Regions from separate parts of the Mus musculus genome. Here regions 2 and 3 are each linked to region 1. A link is a contact called in public HiChIP or PLAC-seq and promoter capture Hi-C data. All regions are on one chromosome and are shown on one strand. Each heading gives the region's core, a stretch centred on a gene start, on an enhancer-like site or on the middle of the called end of the contact. The rest is flanking DNA. Distances are from core to core; before and after follow the strand shown. Region 1 has its middle 21 kb from the start of Gm34128. Region 2 overlaps Cyth1 (cytohesin 1). Region 3 overlaps Gm11725 (a long non-coding RNA gene).

The links. HiChIP or PLAC-seq counts read pairs in DNA pulled down with a chosen protein or histone mark. Capture Hi-C pulls out chosen DNA fragments and counts their contacts.
Region 2: a contact with region 1 is called in a promoter capture Hi-C map of adipose tissue. The contact joins two enhancer-like sites. A contact is called at or near these places in 2 of 484 Hi-C or Micro-C datasets (embryonic stem cells and pro-B cells) and 1 of 9 other capture datasets (adipose tissue).
Region 3: a FOXA1 HiChIP or PLAC-seq map of pancreatic cancer cells shows a contact between it and region 1. The contact joins two enhancer-like sites.

The regions. Positions count from the first base shown.
Region 1 is chr11:117,388,446-117,392,950 of GRCm38.p6, forward strand. No RefSeq gene overlaps it. Among named protein-coding and RNA genes, the nearest start is that of Gm34128, 21 kb to the right of the region's middle. Within about 2 kb of position 1,771, at least 41 of the 459 cell types and tissues checked have an H3K27ac peak or open chromatin away from gene starts, as enhancers often do. A contact at or near this core is called in adipose tissue and pancreatic cancer cells, where this site is marked.
Region 2 is chr11:118,214,172-118,218,676 of GRCm38.p6, forward strand. All of the region lies in intron 1 of Cyth1 (cytohesin 1), which reads right to left. Among named protein-coding and RNA genes, the nearest start is that of Cyth1, 32 kb to the right of the region's middle. Within about 2 kb of position 2,065, at least 91 of the 459 cell types and tissues checked have an H3K27ac peak or open chromatin away from gene starts, as enhancers often do. A contact at or near this core is called in adipose tissue, where this site is marked.
Region 3 is chr11:117,910,472-117,914,976 of GRCm38.p6, forward strand. Gm11725 (a long non-coding RNA gene) reads left to right here. Exons shown (of 3, transcript XR_001780380.2): 3 at 1-38. Among named protein-coding and RNA genes, the nearest start is that of Tha1, 39 kb to the left of the region's middle. Within about 2 kb of position 2,445, at least 63 of the 459 cell types and tissues checked have an H3K27ac peak or open chromatin away from gene starts, as enhancers often do. A contact at or near this core is called in pancreatic cancer cells, where this site is marked.

The DNA.
Region 1 (4,505 bases), core at 521-3,020:
AGGTTGGGGCTTCACTGTAGGAACAGCACCCTCCCCCCCCCCCAAACTCTGGAAGGAAACTGGTCTGAGGGGACCTGAGCTTGTAAAGTGGGTGGGTGTAACCTCAGGGACAGGACTGGGCAGGCTGAAGAGGCTGTGAGTAGGGAAGGGCCCAGAGGCTTCACAGCCCTTTCCTCAAGGCTGATGTCTGGAGTTAAGTAAGGTGCTGGCTGGGAGCCTCAGGAAGAGATGATCCAGTTCTGGCCTGCTTTGCTCTGCTTATGGGTGTTTATCTACAAGGTCGCAGCAGTTGGGCTGGAAGGGCTGGGGACCCCTTTTTATCGGGAAGAACTAGGGTGGCTATGCAGCTTAAGGTTGTCTAGAACATTCTCTCTCTCTCTCTCTCTCTCTCTCTCTCTCTGTGTGTGTGTGTGTGTGTGTGTGTGTGTAGATGTGCATAGATGTTTTGTCAAGCCTCCACTTCTGGCTCTGGAAGGTCTCTTCCAGTGAGAACTGGAGCTCAGGAGTCCAGGGCGGGATGCCCTCTCTGTGCTTGGGATGGGCAGGAGCCAGAGACAGAGTTTCTTGACCACAGACCGGGTGGTGTACAGTGTCCTGTCAGAGACTTTGTGACTGGGCCTTAAAGGCAGAGAGATTCCCATTTGAACCTTGAATAGGAGCTCTGCTGAGAGAGGTAGGTATCTTTGAAGAAAAGTACAAGAGAGTTGCTGTGGACATCGCGGTGCAGGGGAGCGAAGGCTTGAGTCAGAGCTCCAGGGACAGAATCCTGTTTTCAGACCCTCTCCCCAGGGACTGGAGTGTGGCCTTTGTAGACTATAGAGACCTGATTGCAAAGAGAGACAGACAAAAAGAGAGGTGTGGGAGGGGGAGACAGAGAGAGACAGCAAGAGAGACAGAGACAGAGAGACAGAGATAGAAAGATAAACAGAGAGACAAAGAGACAGAGAGCAAGAGAGATGGAGACAGAAAGAGAGATGAGGGGAGGGGCAGAGCACGAGAAGCCAGCGCGGGAGGTCGGGGGACATCAGTTCTAATTGTCAACTCTACACAGCCTAGAGTAATTTGGGAAGAGTGTTTTCAGTGAGGGATTAGCTAGATCATGGTGGCCAGTGGACATGTCTGTGGCGGGATGGTCTTGACGTCTGTAGCTGATGTGGGAAGACCCAGCCTGAAGGTGGGTAGCACCGTTCCTTGGGTAAAGAAAGCAAGCTGAGAACTAGGCACGCAAGCTGTTTCTCTGCTTTGGCTTGCGGGTGTGACTGAAGGATCTGGCTTCAAACTCCTGCTGCTGTGACTGCCCAGTAATGAAGAATTATAACCTAGGCTGGTGAGCTAAACTAAATCCTTTCTCCCCTACGTTGTTTGTTTTAAAAACCACTTTTAAAAAAGAGAGTTAGCACTGGAGAGTTGGGTCAGGGGTTAAGAGCACTTGTTGTTGCGAAGGACCCGGGTTCAATTCCCAGCCCCCACATGAAGGCTCAGCTCGGCGCACCTCAAACACCAGCAAAACATGAAAAAATACTACTAAAAAGGGATTTAAAGCTGGCTCTGAAGGTGTGGGTGCGGATGAACTGGTCCCAAGGGCATGAAAGCAGGAGAGAGCTGACCTTGCCTCCAGCGGATGGCAGGATTGGGTGGCCCAGACAGACAGGGCTGGAGAGCGCCCCCTAGTGGCGCGGATGTGAGAGCGCCTGATCAGCTAGCTCAGCTTCCACCCAGGTCCAGACTCAGGGCTTTGATTTGACCCATCCCCAAATCTACAACATCTGTGAACCGTGGGAGCATGGGAAAGGGCCAGGCCTGCTGACCCAGAGCTTGGGATCTCCAGGGCACAGGGCAACAACAGGATAACCGGGAGGAGTCCTGGCGAGGATCCAATATTGACGGTGTGACAGAAACCAGAGACCTTGAACCAGACCAATGACTCATTGCGACGGCCATCTGCCAGTGAAGATGTGTGGACTGAGGGACACTTTCTGTGGGACACACTGCGACACAGCACAGCTTCCACGATGAGATGTTTCCTAGGCTTAGTCCTTTTGCTTGTGTGGGTTTTTTATTTTCTTTTGCAAGGGCAGAGGGAAGATATGAGGGAATGGGGAAATGAGTCAGACTAGGGTGCGTGATGTGAAACTCACAAAGAAATCAACCAAAAATTTTTAAAAATGAGAGCTGTCTTTTAAAAAACAATGAGTATGTGCTTTCTTTCAAAATAAAATCAAAGTTCAAACTAGAAAAAAAGAGATCTAAAGTTTTTAACTATGTGTGTATATGTATGTGTGTGTGTGCAAATATGTGCGTGCAAGTGCAGGTGTCTGTAAAGCCAGATCTCTGTGAAGCTGCAGCCATAAGAGGTTGTGAGCCACCTGGGTGGGAGCTGGGATCCTGAGAGCCAAAGGGAACCAAACCTGGGTACCCTGTGAGAGCAGTCTGCTTTCTTAACCACCGAGCCATGCTTCCAGCTCCCTAAGTCCTTTGTTATCACAGCAACAGAAAGGACACCAGGACAGGGGAGGGGACGTGTGTGACCTGACACTCACCACACTGCTCTGGTCCAGCAACTTCACTTCTCTGAGCTTCACGGTACCAGTGAACTGGAAATAATTCCTGGTAACAGAGCCTGCTGGGGGTCACCTCATTAAACAAGAAAGGGTGTGGCTCACACATCTGGGAGGTGTCTATGGTCCCAGGGTTGTAGAGTTCTCCAGGATGTCCAGGTCTCGCCTTCCCAAGGACCAGGTGACACACGGTGGGGGGTGGGGGAGGAGAGTGGGGGCAGGTGAGTAGAGACTCATCCATCGGTCCTCCTGGGCAGCAGAGCTTCTGTCCCTCCCTGTACTTGAAGGACAGGCAGGAAGTGGTGAGGAAGTGGCAGCCCCAAGCCAGGAGGAGCTCAGTCTTTCCCAACTCCTGTGCCTCAGGCAGACACCAGGCCCCCAACAGAGCCCTTCCCTCCCAGTCTATGTTTCACGTCTGGGCCTCTGGGCTTTGCAGTCAGTTTCTTAAGCAAACAGGACACTTTATTTATCTCAGGTCAAACTGCTGAGAGGTCAGAGGGCTGGGGACCAATCTTAATTTGCAATGACCAGATGAGGAGGTCATGTTTTCAAGGACTTGGATGGTCCCTTGGGGGGGGGGTGGAAGGGGGTAGGGACTGGCCTGGCATTCAGTCCTCAGCCTTCTGCCCTTGGGCTGGGAAGGTGCGCAAGGACAGGCAGACAGATGGCCAAGGCAAGTTGCTCTAAGGGACATCGGGCACCACGCAGGCAGTTCCACCCAAACGGCAGCAGACACTCAGCTCAGATCTTCTCTTCTCTCACCTCCCCTGCTGTGCTGGGTCCTTTTTTTTTTTTTTTCTCCCTTCCACGGTCCCACCCAAGCTACCAGCAATCACATACTCCCTGAAGGAGTGTTTCTCAGGCGTGAACGATGGTCCAAAAGGATGGTGGCATTGAAGATGCCTTCTTGAAACTACCATCTTGGGAATGTCCCCAAGCCTTAGGCAGACGCATCAGGGACCACAGGAATTGGACATGGAGGTGGGAGTGGGGAGATGACCCCCTCCTGCTTGGACATTGGACAGAAGACAAGAAAAGTTGTATAGAAAGTTCAAATGATAAAACTATGAGAAAAATCATTGAAGGAATGTCTTGGGAGGCTGAGGCATGAAGATAGCAAGCTAGAGGCTAGCCTGGGCTATGTGAGACTCAAAACAAAACATAATGTTTGGCAGTGGTGGTGCACTTCTTTGATCCCAGCACTTGGGAGGCACAGGCAAGCTAATCTGTGAGCTCAAGGGCAGCCTGGTCTACAAAGAGAGTTCAAGGCTAGCCTGGGGTACACAGAGAAACCCTGTCTCTAAAAAAACCAAACCAAGGGCTGGAGAGATGGCTTAGCAGTTAAGAGCACTGACTGCTCTTCCAGATGGTTCTGAGTTCAATTCCCAGCAACCACATTGGGCTCTCAAGCATTGATAACTCTGCAGGCCCAAGGGATCTTCCGCCCTCTTCTGGCCTCTGTGGGCACTGCATGTATGTCACGCACAACACAACTCATACACATAAAATAAAGAGTAACAGCTTTTCTAGTTGTTCCTCTAGGTTTGTTGTGGATCTCAGTGTGAGTTTTTCCCCCTCCTATTGTAGTTGTTTTGAGACAGGGTCTTACCCTGTGGCCCAGGCTAGCCCATGCAGCTTAGGCTGGCCCCAAACCCAAAGCAGTCCTTCCTGCGCTAGACCTCAGTCTACCCAGCTTCTAACGGTGTTTATTAGGTGTATTTCCACAATATCCAATGCCATTGGGCAAAGGTTTGTTTTGCCACCATTATTCTTTTTTAATGAAATATGTATTTTCAATTTTGGGGTTTTTTTTTTTTGTTTTGTTTATGTTTCTTTGGTTTTTTTGGTTTGTTTTTTTTTTTTTTTTTTTTTTTTTTTGAGACAGGGTTTCTCTGTGTATCTCTGACTTTCCTGGAACTCACTCTGTAGACCAGGCTGGCTTCAAAC
Region 2 (4,505 bases), core at 815-3,314, 830 kb after region 1:
AAACTCCCTGCATAGCTGGAGATGACCTCACTTCTCATCTTCCTGCGTCACCTCCCAAGTTCTAAGATGCAGAAATTAATTAGGTTTCTTCTATGTGGCTCCTTGTACATTGGATATTATATTCTACACAGCTTACATATTTTTCTCAAAAGTTTTTTAGTTTGATAAATTGCACAGGTCTGTTTTTGCCTTTGTTTGGGGCTCCTAGCCACAGTATCGTTATCTATAACATCTTACAGTGCTGCCCTACGTTTTCTATTAGTTTTGTATTTTTTATTCTTATTCAGGTCTTTGGTCATCTGGAGTTGACTGTTTATGATGGAGAGAAGGGTCGGGTTTCATTCTTTCATATGTGAGCACCTAGTTTCTCTGGCACCAACACTGGTATTTTTGTTCAGTCAGTTGGTTGCAGCTATGTGACTTCTGGGTTCCTACTTGTGCTTCGGTTCCTGTGTGACAACATCCACTGTGTGGGCTGCTGCTGCTGCCCTGTAGTGTGTGCTGACACCAGGTGTGGATGCCCACACCCTCCAGCAGTGCTCATCCGCTCAGGATTACAATGGTCATTGTGGACTTTGTGGGAATTTGTGTTCCTGTGTGTAAAGGGCACTGTTGTTTGATCTACATTTATTCCTAATCCTGCATTGTCACAAGCAACACTAATATAAAACTAGAGTAAATTGCTCCCAAGGAAGACAAGCTCAAAGTGGTCTATTGCCTGAGTTTACCAACTGGTCATCTGCCACCCTGAACACTGTGCCAGGTTGCTCAGCCTTGCTCAAGGATTCTGGAGGACATCAGCCCCGGCTATTCTTTCTGATGGTGGCCACAGTGAAGCTGCACACTGCACTGGGTAGTGTCCCCTTCCTGGTTTCTGATGCAGCACATCAAGATGTTCTTTTCTGCATATTTTTGATGCTGCTTATGAGACACATTCACAGATGAAAGTAGAGAACAGTAGCAGGCAATCTGATCCTGCCCAGTGACAACCACTGAGGGTGGTATGGGTTTGGTCTGGCTTCTTCTGCATGCAATGTACGTTATATTATATGTGTCTTTCATGCCACACACATATATGTATACACACTACAACGTTAGTAACTTTTTGCATTCCGTTTATAAACACTTCATTTTTACTTTGTGTGTATTTGCAAGTGTGTGTATTTACAGGTGTATTCACAGGTATATGCATCAAGTATTTCCTCAGTTGCCCCCCCCCCTTTCTCTCCTCTATCTATCTTGGAGACAGGATCTCTCTACATAGTTCTGGCTGTCTTGGAACTAACTCTGTAGACTAGGCTGGCCTCGAACTCACAGAAATCTGCCTGCCTCTGCCTCCCAAGTGCTGGCACTAAGGGTGTGTGCTACCATGCCCAGTTCTTCACCTGATTTTTGGGAGTGGGTTTCTCAGTTGGAGATCATTCAGCTAGACTTGCTGGCCAGAAAGCCCCTGGAACCCTCCTGTCTCCACCTCCTCCAGCAATGGAATTACACATCCGACTTTTACAGGGGAGTGGGGATGGGACTCAGAGTGTCATGTTTATATGACACTTTACCAGTTGATCCATCCCCTAGCCTGATTTTCTCCGGCACTATAAAGGGTGTCATGTGTTTTCACTGCTCACAGCCTGTAACTTTGAAGCAGGGTCCAGTCTCAGGGCCCTGTGCACATGCTCAGCACTCAGCTCTAGTTCTCCCCAACTCTCTTACAAGAAGACTTGCTTGATCCAGAAAAGCTTCCCTGTGTTCCTGGAGTGGACTGTGAGGCTCCTTAGCAAGCTGTCGGTAACAATACAAGTAATACCATGACATCACTGGGTGGTGTCCTAGTTTCATTTCTGTTAATGTGACAAATGCCCTGGTTAAATACAACTCTGGGGAGAACGGGTTTGTTTGGCTTAAAATTCCAGGACACAGTCCTTCAATGCAGGGCAACCAAGGCAGGAGCTTTAAGCAGTGAGTCACAGTCAAAAACTGAGAGAAATGAGTATACCCATGCCGTCTGCTTACTTAGTTTGTCTTAGTTAGCTTTAGGGCCCAGCCCATGAAATGGTGAGCTCACAGTGGTCTATGAACTCTTACATCAATCAACAGCCAACCAAGGAATCCCCACAGACATGCCCAGAGGCCAGTATGATCTAGCAAGTTCTCAATTCACTCCCTTCCCAGATGACTGTACTTGTGTCGGGTTGACAGTTAAATCTAGGCAGTACTGGTGGCTTTCACTAAGTCTGCTCTCTGTGCCTCGCTGCTGTGGCCTGCCTTGTCTTGTCCTGAAACCCTCTGTGGGGAGAGTGTCTTCCTCAACTTTTGCCCTTGAAGAATCCTGTATCAATGCACTCAGCTGCATTCAAAACCCGTCTAGTGATCCAAACCCCATCTCTACCTCTGGCATTAGATCTGATTCCCAGATGATCTTGACTCGGGAAGGACAGGTCACTCCTGTTTCTTATCTCCTGGCAGTGGGACAGTACGTGTCTGGATTCCTAGAGTTTGATGTGTCCAGCCCGGTCCACAATGAACTGCACTGACGGGTGGGGACATTCCCAGGACTGATCTCTGCACTGGCCTCACTGCCATCAAGGCTGCCTTTCCAGAAGCACGAGAGCACTTCTGTTCATGAGCTACTGTCCACACCTTGGGGGTTGTTTTCCTACTGACTGCCATCCTTCCTACTGGTTTGTAGAACTGAACAGACTATTTAAAACATGTAATGCAATCTGCAACTTATTTTTAACTCCAATTCTACCTTCGGTTTTACACATCTTTTTAAAAAACAATCAAACCTATAATCTTTCCTTTCTACCATTTCCCCCAATAATGGTCCCTGAGCACAGTGGATGTGGACTGCAGAGACATCAAGGACTAAAAGGACATAGTGTTTCCCCTGTGTGGGCTGAGGCAGACTCTGGGCCACTCTTGGACATGTGCTCTGGGGGTCTGAAGAGTATGGGACTCAGTGGGGAGCTAGAAGGACTATAAGGAGGGGGTTAGAGGGCAGAGGCCTTTGGAGGGCTGTTGGAGGCCTTGGGCTGTTTCAAGGACAGCAGTTTCTGTTCTGGGTGAGATGAATGTCCACGTTCTAGGCAGATCAGAGACACCTGTCTTCCTTTGTGACATACCACCCTGGGTGCGGGTAACCAGGGCAGATGCCATATGACCTGAGAAGCTGCTATGAGAGATGGGCAGCTAAGCAATAAAAGGCTCAAATACCTACTCTATTTATGTCTAAGGTAGTGCCAGGGCCTACTGATGCACTTCAAATGAGGCATGAAGAGTCAAGGCCTGAGAAGGTTAAAAATATGAACTCCATCTTCTGAGCACAGGCCACAGGTTGGCCCCACAGCTTCTGCTCCCCAGTCCTTTCCCTCGACCCCCATGAACCCTTACACCCCCACTTCTCAGGATCTCACAGCTTTATCCCTTGGGTACCTTTGATTCATATCCTCTGCAAATCAGGACTTCACAGCCCTGTCCTCCAGTCCCCGACTACAGCTCCTCAAAGCCCTGTCCATCAGTCCCTGGCTTTGGGCCTTCACAAATCTCACCTCCATAATTCAATAAACCATTCTTAGTATAATTCTCAAAAAAGTGATCAAGGGCTAGAGAGATGGTTCAGTGGTTAAGAGCACTGGCTGTTCTTCCAGAGGTCATGAGTTCAATTCCCAGCAACCACATGATGCTCACAACCATCTGTAATGGGATCTGATGCCCTCTTCTGGTGTGTCAGCAACATGCTCATGTATAAGAAAGAAAGAAAGAAAGAAAGAAAGAAAGAAAGAAAGAAAGAAAGGAAGAAAGGAAGAATCATAGTAGCTCATACAGCAGCCCTACTGGGCTAATCACGAGACTTCATGGCAATCCAGGGGACAGGCCTGAGTCCTAGCTTCTGTGAGCCCAAGCTGAAAAGCTGCCCTACAAACTGGAATGCAACAAACCCCCCTGACCATGTCACAATGCCTTCTGCTTGATTTCTGCTTCCTAAAGCTAGCGCAGCACTAACTCTGTTAACTAAAACAGGAATAAAGAAACCTGTTATAAGTCCCAAAGTACCATGTTTGACTCAGAGAAGAGTAACTAGATAATTATCATCCTTACTAGGCAAGGCATGTGGTGTACCCCAGTAATCCCAACACTCAGGATCCTGGGGTGGGGGAATCACGAGCTAGAGGCCCACCTGAACTATAGAGCAAGAGCATCCGTCTCAAAGGCTAAACATCAACATCCAGGGTCCTAGGCACAGGCCTGTAATCGTAACTACTTAAAAGGCTGAGGCAGAGGGCTACAAATTCAAGTCTAACTCCCATGCTACAAAGCATATTCAAGGCCAGGCTAAGCAACTTATCAGGACTCTACCTAAGCAGGACGTAGATCAGTGAAAGAACATTCATTCCTCTTGCTTTAGCTTACAAATTGGGGCTAAGAACTTGAAAGCTGGCAATATTAAGAGTTCCAGCATCCTAGCTGACTGTGGTAGTGCACATCTTCAATCCCAGCACTCAGGA
Region 3 (4,505 bases), core at 1,195-3,694, 520 kb after region 1:
TAAGAGCACCCGACTGCTCTTCCGAAGGTCCTGAGTTCAAATCCCAGCAACCACATGGTGGCTCACAACCACCCGTAATGAGATCTGACTCCCTCTTCTGGAGTGTCTGAAGACAGCGACAGTGCACTTACATATAATAAATAAATAAATCTTTAAAAAAAAAAAAAAAAAAAGAAGAGATCAGAGCCCTCACAGACAGCAAGTACTGGGGTGTAGCACAGCTGTGAAGTGCTAGGTTAGACCATCACACTTCATACCCTGGACATGATAGTGTACACCTGTAATCCCAGCACATGCGAAGTCCAGGCAGGAGGAGTACAAGGCCAGCCTGGGCTACATGAGACCCTGTCTGAAAACACCAGCAACAAACAGCTGCAGTGTTCAAAAGGTTGGTGCAGTTGATTCATGAGTTTGAGGCCAGCCTGGGCTACATAGTGAGAGCTAATCTCAAAACAAACAAAAAGAGAGCTGGGATATGACAGTGACAGAGCGGTCACCTAGCATGTACGGGACACGGCTTCCGTCTCCAGAGTGGCCCTTTCCTCCCCAGTCCCTTCTGGTCAGTGTTCATCCCAGTGAGAAAAGCACAAAATAGGTAGGACCTGGGCTCAGCTCACGAGGATCCCATGGACTGGACGGGTCATTCAGACACCAGTGGTCAGGGAGTGTGGGGGCTACATGGGTGCACAGCTGCTGTGGCAGGGGCGGGGGTGACAGTGAGTGCCATCCAGACTTTGCTCAGAGCTGGCGAGGACAGGTGTGTCCTTTCCTGAATACATGGGGTTGGTGGAGGTCACCAGGGTCCGTGCCTGTTCCTTGCTTGCACTGTTGATCCTGGGGCTCCTCCTTCCCAATGCTGTATCCCTCTCAGAATCCCAGGTGTGTGTCATATAAACAGGGGTATCCTTGGCCCTCATAACTCAAGGTCCAGGCCCTGGGGCCCGGCTTGTATGCTCCTAGGTGGCAATGGATGTCACAGGAGCTGAGGAGGCTTTTGTGTATCAGCCTCACTCGCTGTCTGTATGAATGCAGGTGCCTAGGCTCCCCTCCAGACCAGCCCAAGCAGCGGGCTGCAAAGGGCCCTAGGAGTCTGTCCTTAAGAAGGGTTTGGCGTGGTGGCACATGAATTTAATCCCAACAGTCCGGAGGCAGGTACATCTCTGAGTTCAAGGCCAGCCTGGTTTGCAGAGTGAGTTCCAGGACAGCCAGGGCTGCACAGGGAAAACATGTCCTAAAAGGTTTTGGAGGCTGGGAGTTCAGCGGGCAGAATGCTTGCCTAGTGTGCATGGAGCCCTGGGTTCCACCCCTAGGATCACATAAATGTGGCAGCGGTGGCTTAAGCCTGAAATCCTGCCACCCAGGAAGTGGAAGTCGGGGGTGGGGTGGGGTCAGAAGTTCAAGGTCATTCTCAGCTATATAGGGGGTACAGGGGGACACAGGTGGCACAGGGAGACATAGGGGTGAGTGCAAGCAACAAAGGAAGAGGAAAGCAGGCCTGGGGTCAGGAGTGGTACACTGCCTGGAATCCCAGCACCAGGAGGTCGATGCCACAGTATTGCTATGAGTTTGAGGCTAGCCTGGTCTACATAGACTGTTCCAGGCTAACCTGTTCTACAGAGTGAATTCCGTGTCAGCCAAGTGGCTGGGGAGAGCAGAGAATGGAGGGCATACCTATTCTTTAAGCCCTTGAGGACTGCATGGAGTTCAAGGCTAAGCTGAGCTCTGTAGTGAGTTCTAGGCCAGGCAGGGTCACACAACAAGACATTGTCTCAAAACCCCAAAGAGGAAAAGTGTTTCAGAGTTCTCTAGAGTGGTCACTCACCTCCCACCCCCGCAGCCGACACGCCCACCCAAAGTACCTACCCATGCACCCCTTCCTCCACCCTCTTCTCTCTGTCTGTACTTCAAGGCTGTAGGCTGGTGGCGCACGCCTTTAATCCCAGCACTGGGGAGGCAGAGGCAGGCGGATTTCTGAGTTCGAGGCCAACCTGGTCTACAAGTGAATTCCTGGACAGCCAGGGCTATACAGAGAAACCCTGTGTGGGGGGGGGGGGAAGCTGTAGGTTTCCATGCCCCCCCTTTCTGCCATCTGTAAGAGCCTCGAACTGTGGGTGGTCTGTGCTGCAGGCCTGGAACCGCCCCCCGCCCCCATCCTCTCTCCCCCTCCCCCGCAGACAGCCGCGAACTGGCAGCTTCTCTTCTTGGAGCCTCTACTCTTGCTGCTGCATTGATCCAGGTCTGCTGCTCAAAGGATTGAAAAGACAAAGGCGAGTCTACAGGCGTCTCCACACACGGGCCAGAAGCTGAGAGCCTTAAGACCCTGCCACACCGCCCAGGGGAGAAAGAGCTGGATTCCAGCTGCTTCCCACTTCCTCCCCAGGGTGAGCTAGGGCCCAGGGGAGCAGCTTCGCACCGCTAGAGGGAGCCCTTTGCAGCGCAGTGGCCCTCAGCAAAGGCCGGAGCTGTAGGCTGTGTTTCCTTCCACTTGGAAGCGTGGATGTGGAAGGAAGATGGCCCCAGATCTATACTCACTGCTGGGTGGTTTGGCTTTCTTTAGGTGGAGGTAAGTCAGTGCAGGAGGTAACCCCAGGAGAGCAAACGGAGGCCCACAGTGAGACCATGGAGGGGGTTGGGGAGCACCACCCAGGCCATTTATGTGGCTGGGCTACTCTACGTGTTGCGTATGAGTCATGAGAAATAACTCAGTAGTAAATAGAGATAATAATATACAGATAAAGAAATGGGGCCCCAGAGAATGACTAGACAGAACCAGACTTCAAACTTGGGTAACAGGGAGTTGGGTCTTGGGTACCACAGTGTCAAGAAACCCTGCCTCTTAGGAAGGGGCAGTTCCTCAGACTGTCAGGTCTAATGGGCCGGCCCTTCAGGGAGGACCTGGCAGGTCTGCCTTTAGAGTCCAACTCCGCCACCTGCCATGTGAGTGCCAGGTGGCCACAGGGCCTTTGTGTGTATTGTGTATTTACACATGGTGGCCACAGGGCCTTTGTGTGTATTATGAGTTTACACATAGTGGCCACTGGGCCTTTGTGTGTATTATGAGTTTACACATGGTGGCCTCAGAGCTTTTGTGCATGTGTATTGTGAGTTTACACATGGCTATACAGTACTTTCTTTGTGCTTTTTCTTTACTTCAGGATGGGTTTCTGGTACTGGTGACCCAAGAATGCATGAGCCCATGAACACAGACACGCCTCATGTCCCGTTTAATGTTCTATCAAATTCTTACTTTTTTTTTTTTAAGGGTCCCACTGTTTGCACAGTCCACTCAGCCACACACACACACAGCAGTCCCGTGTGCTTCTGTCTTTTTTGTTTGTTTGTTTTTCAAGACAGGGTTTCTCTGTGTAGCCCTGGCTGTCCTGGAACTCACTCTGTAGCCCAGCATGCCTCGAACTCAGAAATCCGCCTGCCTCTGCCTCCCAAGTGCTGGGATTAAAGGCGTGTGCCACCATGTCCAGCCTGTCTTTTTCTCAGGCCCTGTAGCATCAGGCACAACTGGCTGCCTTCAGGGAGGAAGAAGCACAGACTTGGAGGCCGAGGGGACTGGCATTGCCCCTAGCATCCCGCCTTAGCCCTAAGCTGCCCCTCAGCAGGGGCACACATGGTGGTCCTCGTTCAGCCCCTGGGCTGGCCGCTCCCCTTACTCCATTCACAGTCACAAGAGTGGGGTTCTCCTCTCAGCATGCTCTTCAGGCCAGTCAGCCCAGGGTCTGCTGAGCACAGGGCCTCTCAACTAGAAGGACTCCCTGCAACCGGGGCTTGAGGCCTCCTAGCTGGGCTTTGGCTCGAACATGGGCAGAAGGCTACAGGCCTCTGAGCAGAAGTGACCTCCATCCCCGCCCCATCACCAGCTCACCCTGGCAGTAGCTGATGCCACCATCAAAGGGATAGCTCGGGTGGCATCTTTTATCCTGGGCCCCTACCCAGGGTGAACGGCCTCTGGGGCAGAGAGTGTTCTGGGAACAGGCAGTGTCCCAGCCAGCAGGGAAACTGAAGCCAGAGCCTAGCTGTGGCCCCTCGAGGTCCACTTGGGTCCACTGAAGCGTCCCTCAGACGAGGGCGTCGAAGCCAGTGATGGGCGGCTGCAGAAGGTACATGGGCGTGAGCCTCCTGCCTGCAGGCTGGCCAGGCTGGGCCCCCTTATCTAACGCAGTCTGGAGACAGCACGCCCAGGACTGTGGTTTGTCCAGATGAACTTCAAAGGGTCATGACTGCAGCGGCTGCCAGCTCGGCTTCCCTTGCTCAGACTCCTCCCTAATCCTCACGTGCTCCTCCACCACACTTAAGGGATACCTCACCTGGAACTTACCCACTTCCTGATGAGGCTTCTTCCTCCCAACATGAGCCTGGCCTGACACCATCAGAGGAACCTTTGTCCTGTGACTACGAATGTCTACTCTTTTTTTTTTTTTTTTTTTTTTTTTTTAAGATTGACTCAACAACAATAACAAAAGCCAAGGCTTAGTGCCTGTTCTCCAGTAGCC